2 separate regions of the Sus scrofa genome follow, and region 1 is linked to region 2. A link is a contact called in public promoter capture Hi-C data. All regions are on one chromosome and are shown on one strand. The core of a region is the stretch at or near the end of the contact, and the rest is flanking DNA. Distances in the headings are between cores, read along the strand shown. Region 1 holds the start of DHRS11 (dehydrogenase/reductase 11). Region 2 holds the start of PPM1D (protein phosphatase 1D).

Region 1 (2,700 bases), core at 121-2,620, 580 kb before region 2:
GGGGCAGAGTGGGGCACAGCCAGGTGACCTTGGGACTATCTAGGAGGCTATAAAGTGTACCTTTGGTCAGCAGCAGGGGAGGGGACAGTCCTCCTTCCTGTACACCTTCCCACTCTCCCCCCACCCAGGCCTCTCCCTGCCCAGGGACTTTGAGCAAAGGTGGCGATGAAGCTAAGCCCCAGCCCACACCCTGAGAGGAGGTCTTGCCAAGGGCAAATCCAAAGTGATCCTCCGATGGAGATTTCTCGCCTTCTTCTTCTCTGCTTTGTTTCATTTTGGTCTGAACTCTTATTGCTCACAACTCTTGGGGCTCCCAACCCGTGTTAAGAGGAAAACCACAAGTTTCAGTTCCACATTGCTTTATCCCCTCTGAACTCACATGTTCAGTGCCCTATTTCACCTATTCAGTCCTATCTAGGACAGTGAAATTGAAGAAGGGTCTACCTAAGGATATCCCATTCATTCCTAATGTGCATTGGGTAGGGGTTAACCTTCACATTTGGGGGAGGGGGGGAAGGGGCAGGGGGCTGAGCCTCTTCAGAAAAGCTCCACTCCTTCCTCAGTCCTAGGTGAAAAATGAATAAGATCAAAAAAACCTCTAACTTCTGCTCATCTGGCTGGCTAGCCACCTGGCTTGGCTTTGTGGACTAGATCTGAAGCGCAGAGGAAGCAATCCAGGAGCCAACTTAGCCACTAAGGCCAGAAAGCTTTCTTTGCTTCTCCCTGGCTGCCTAGCTAGCCTCTGACCTCTGGTTTCTTTCTTCAGCCAACCTCCGCAGGCAGGTAGAGGAGAAGGAAAAAGATGGCAGGGAGTCAGAGATTTGTTATACCGAGTAGAGGCTGTCAGGAGAAAAGGTTCCTTAAAAGAGGGGACTTTAAAAAGCGAAGATGGAGTCCTGCCGCGAGAGATCCAAAAAGCCTCCCCTATTAGGCATCATCCATTTCGCCAGCTTCTGAGCCCGCTGCAAGTGGCCCTGAGGTGGCCGGCAAGTGAAGGCAGCATGACAGTCTAGCTCCGGCCACTCCCCACCCCCGACCTGGACCCTGGCCCAGCGGAAAAGACGCTGGGCCCAGAGGGCGACTCGCTCCCCATCTGGGGCTTACCTCGATGTTGCCCACGGTGCGGGCACAACCCACCACCTTCAGTCCGTGCTGGACCAGGGCCCGGGCCACGGCCGCGCCGATGCCCCCCGAGGCTCCTGTCACCAGTGCCAGTCGGCCACGCCACCGCTCCATGCCAGCCCAGGTCAGGGTCCCGAGCCGCCCTCCCACCTCGCTCGGGGAGCTGGGCACTTGGATCGCGGAGCTCCGCCCCACGTCACTGGGGCCCGGCCGCTCTCTGGTCACCAACGCGGAACCCGCCGCCAGCCTGGTCCCGTCGTAGCTCCGCCGGGAGCTGCTGCCACTCCCACTGGCCTCCGCCCCCGGCTCCACCCTCCGACCCTCGGCAATCGGCCACATCCCGCCCGTAGAACGACCGCCGCCTGGCCGCCCCACCCCTGAACCAGCCGCGCGGGCGCAGCCCCGCCCCTTCCTGCCCCGCCCCTTCCAGGAAACCGCTTCCCGCAGGCGGGGCGGGGCCTGGCCTGAGGGGCGTGGAAATTTGCAGTCCGGCTAGTCTGGTGACCTCTCTCACCCTTTGCGGTAGGGTGATGAGGTTTACCGAGGATTGCACCAGGCCCTAGAACGCACGTACTCTTGCTTCCTGCTCTGTTTTCCCAGTTCCTGACCTCTAAAACCAAGAAGAGAAATTAAGGGCAAATAAAATGACTCCAACACCCACCTAAACCAGCCGGTGGCTAATAGGAAGGATTTAGCCCAGAAAAGGCTGTATCTCACCTATCAACGCTGAGTGACCTTGGGAGAGACTTCCAACCCTATCTGATCCCTCGGCCCTTACTAAACAAGGAAAACTTGCTGAAAAATGCAAACACAATGGATTAGCAATGAGATCCTGCTGTGTAGCACTGGGAACTATGTCCAGTCACTTATGAGGGAGTATGATAATGTGCGAAAATAGAATGTATACATGTATGTGTAACTGGGTCACCATGCTGTACAGTAGAAAAAAAAATTATATTGGGGAGATAACTAAAAAATAATAAAATTAAAAAAAAAAAAAGGAAACACCCCCAAGTACACATGTACTGAGGGAACTGTATCCCTAAGAGCCCAGTCTCCAACTTCCCTAAGCCCTCCCACTCCCAGTGGAGCAAATACATCTCCAAGTGTAGCAAAGATTAAAGCGATAGCTAACATTTATTCAGAGCTTACCGTGTGACAGGCACTTTTAAGCACTTTAAATATATTAATATGCACAAAACCACATGAGATAGTACCTATTAACCTCTTCATTTTGCAAAATAACTACCGAGTCAGAGTTGAAACCTAGCTTGGACAGCAACCAGACCAGTATCAGGCCAGGGGGTGTGCTTCTAAACTGCCTTTACTCAGTTTTCCCTTTTGTCTCTTAAGTTGTTGGTTCTGTTCAAAGTAGAACCGCTAAGGATATTCCATCAAAGCACTGAAAACTGCCTCACTTCTGCATTCTTCATATAGCCATCCTTCCAAAGAGAAAACTTCTCTGCTGAATAAGCAGTCATCGTGGCTGGTTTATTCATTCAACAAGCACTCCTGTGTTTGGTTGTAAGCACAAAGACCGAAGCAAAACAAAACCAACCCTTGCTTAATTTAGGGATC
Region 2 (3,081 bases), core at 483-2,982:
CCCTTTGTAATCTCTACAAGGGGAAGGGAAGTTGGGTAAACTATTTAAGAGGAATAATATAGAGCTACATAAACTGTTCTTTTTGGCAGGTCTTGTGTTATGGAGATTATTGGATTAGAATTGCTAATATTTCACCTTTTTTTGCATTTAGTATAAAATGTTGTCTATAGATTTCCTTCTAGTGTTATAATTACTAGGTTTTGATAACAGGATTATGATCACCTTTCAAAACAAGCTGGGATTTTTTCCAAGTGTTTTTACACTCTGGAACCATCTGGTCTGGTGCATTTTAACATAGGGCTTATCTTTGATTACATTTTTAATTTAATGGATCTATTCAGATTTTCTCCATTTCGGGGTGATTTTACTTCTTTTATTGGGAGGATTTTTTTTCTAGTTGTATTTCTTGTGCCAGATGTCAAAAAAATGAGCATGGAGTTCCCCTCCTGGCGCAGTGGTTAACGAATCTGACTAGGAACCATGAGGTTGCAGGTTCGGTCCCTGCCCTTGCTCATTGGGTTAACGATCTGGCCTTGCGTGAGCTGTGGTGTAGGTTGTAGACGCGGCTCAGATCCTGCGTTGCTGTGGCTCTGGCGTAGGCTGGTGGCTACGGCTCCGATTAGACCCCTAGCCTGGGAACCTCCATATGCCGTGGGAGCGGCCCAAGAAATAGCAAAAAGACAAAAAAAAAAAAAAAGAGAGAGAGCAGTTTTTTTCCCTATTCCCAGTTCAGTACCAGGAGCATTTCATTTGGAAATTTCTAAGGCTGTACAGGAAGGGGCACACAGGAGAGGTGATGGTGAAGTGGCCGAAAACTGAAAAAGTGAACTTTAATTTGACTCACAGGAACATTTGCTGTTGATAACAAACTGACCTGCCAACTCTGAGGCTTATTTTAATGCCGTCGAAATCCGGGCAAAGGTTTTAGGGCTTAGATTGCAACCCATGGGAGAAGAGGAGAGACGATAACCAAGGTCTTGGAGCACTCGAGCGCTGGGCAGTTTTTGTAACCTATTTTCAAGTGGTCTGTTCAAGTGATTCCGCCGAAGGACTAAAATGCTGCATCCAGGGCTCATCGGGGAAAGTACTACTTTTAGCAAAAGCTGAAAAGAACTTAAAACATAAGCCGTTTAAGTGTCCGACATACCTAGTTTATGTGAAACGAGACCGTGCAGCCAATGGTGGAAATTTCCCGTGTTTTCTTAACACAAAGTGGATTTCCTTTCACAACTCCCAGTCGGATCCATCCCACCCAAGTCCAGTTCGACAGTGCCACGCTTTTCCCAGCCTATTCACAAACCACCTTCCAAACTGAGGTTTCCCGCCACTTCAAGAAATGGAAGGTTTTTCTCTCTAGATTCTTCACACTCGTGCGAGGCCCGAGCCTACACGGCTTTTCCCACCAGGCAAGCAACGCAACGCCCTGGGCAGCAGGCTGCAATTCGACCGCGGGGACGGAGCAAAAAGGTGACAGAGAAGGCGCTAGATAAGCGTTTAGCACCCGCCGAAAAGCCGGAGGACGAAACCGCCCACTGCAAAGCGAAAGCCAGCCGGGTAGCGCGCTGGCTTCGCGCCCGCGCAGGGAGGAGGGAGTGCGGCCGTTGTAGGGAGAAGGGAGGGGCGGAGGGCGTGTTCGCCCCCAACTCGACTCCGGATTGGTCGGCCCCAGAGAGCCGAGTGACGTCAGCCGGGGAGAACGTCCGATTTGTGTGGTGGGCGCGGGCAGGCGGGGGAGGCGCATTGCGCAGGCGCAGCTGCTAGGCTCCGCTTGCCCGGGCGCTCCGGCCCAGCTCTCGCGGACAAGTCCCGACATCGCGCCCCCCCACCTCCGGGACCGCCCCCTCCCCCTTCTCGGCGTCGTCGAAGATAAACAATAGTTGGCCGGCTAGCGCCGAGTGTCTCCCGCCGCTCGGCGGGCTGCGTGGGACCGGCGGGATCTCGGCCAGCCGGCCATGGCGGGGCTGTACTCACTGGGAGTGAGCGTCTTCTCCGACCAGGGCGGGAGGAAGTACATGGAGGACGTTACTCAGATCGTGGTGGAGCCCGAGCCGACAACTGAAGAAAAGCCCTCGCCGCGGCGGTCGCTTTCTCAGCCGTCGCCCCCGCAGCGGACACCGCCGGCCCTTCCTGGAGGCGAAGTCTCGGGGAAAGGCCCAGCGGTGGCAGCCCGAGAAGCTCGCGACGCTCCGCCGGACGCCGGGGCCTCGCCAGCTCCCGGCCGCTGCTGCCGCCGCCGTTCCTCGGTGGCCTTTTTCGCCGTGTGCGACGGGCACGGCGGGCGGGAGGCGGCACAGTTTGCCCGGGAGCACTTGTGGGGTTTCATCAAAAAACAGAAGGGCTTCACCTCGTCCGAGCCGGCGAAGGTGTGCGCTGCCATCCGCAAGGGCTTCCTTGCTTGTCACCTCGCCATGTGGAAGAAATTGGGTAAGTTCCCCGGCTTATTTGGCGCCCGCCTCTTTTTCAGGAGACTGTAGCGCCAGGTTGGGGGCCGTAGCTGCAGCACTGCAGGTCCCCACAACGAGAGCGCTCTCAGTGTCCATCGGTGGGAGTGAAGACTCTTCTAGGTGGAGGTCCGGGCAAACAAAGTAGCTTTGGGCAGGACAGGATTACTGTCTCTGTGCAAACGCTCCACGTTTTATTTACACCCCCCATCCCCGCCAAGGATCAGTGGGGGAGCGGTCCTCTCCCTTCGCGATTTCACTTTGGTGGCGGCCAGCGAAAACATGTTTGAAACCTGGCGCCAGATTTGGCCAAAAGATTCATTGAAGACACGGTGCTGCCTGAAACACGCAAAGGAAGCGGGAGATGGCAAAAATTAGAGCGTTTCCTTCGAATTTGTCACAATTTTGCTTTTGAAAGACTCGGTTGTCTCCTACGGGCGGTGTCAGTCCTCCAAAATTGACCCCTGGTGGCTGGTAGTTAGAGTAAACTGTTAGGCTAACAAGTTATCCGGCGACCTAAAGGCTTGGAAGGAATTTCGTGTGTGTGGTGGTCATCAAGTGTTTCTAGGATCTTTATGCTTGTACTGCTCATGAAAACCAGCGCCGAATGCATTCTTACCGCCTAAATTGATCCTACGTT

Evidence for each region. Promoter capture Hi-C pulls out the DNA fragments that hold promoters and counts their contacts.
Region 1: a promoter capture Hi-C map of fetal liver shows a contact between it and region 2, with 4 times the contacts expected there. The contact joins the promoter of DHRS11 here to the promoter of PPM1D in region 2. A contact is called at or near these places in 1 of 5 promoter capture datasets (fetal liver), 1 of 47 Hi-C or Micro-C datasets (liver) and 1 of 2 datasets of contacts at active chromatin or transcription factors (alveolar macrophages).

Annotation. Positions count from the first base shown.
Region 1 is chr12:38,112,687-38,115,386 of Sscrofa11.1, reverse strand. It overlaps DHRS11 (dehydrogenase/reductase 11), which reads right to left and starts at 1,370. Exons shown (of 7, transcript NM_001244532.1): 1 at 1,105-1,370. The coding sequence starts at 1,236.
Region 2 is chr12:37,534,810-37,537,890 of Sscrofa11.1, reverse strand. It overlaps PPM1D (protein phosphatase 1D), which reads left to right and starts at 1,732. Exons shown (of 6, transcript XM_005669013.3): 1 at 1,732-2,424. The coding sequence starts at 1,953.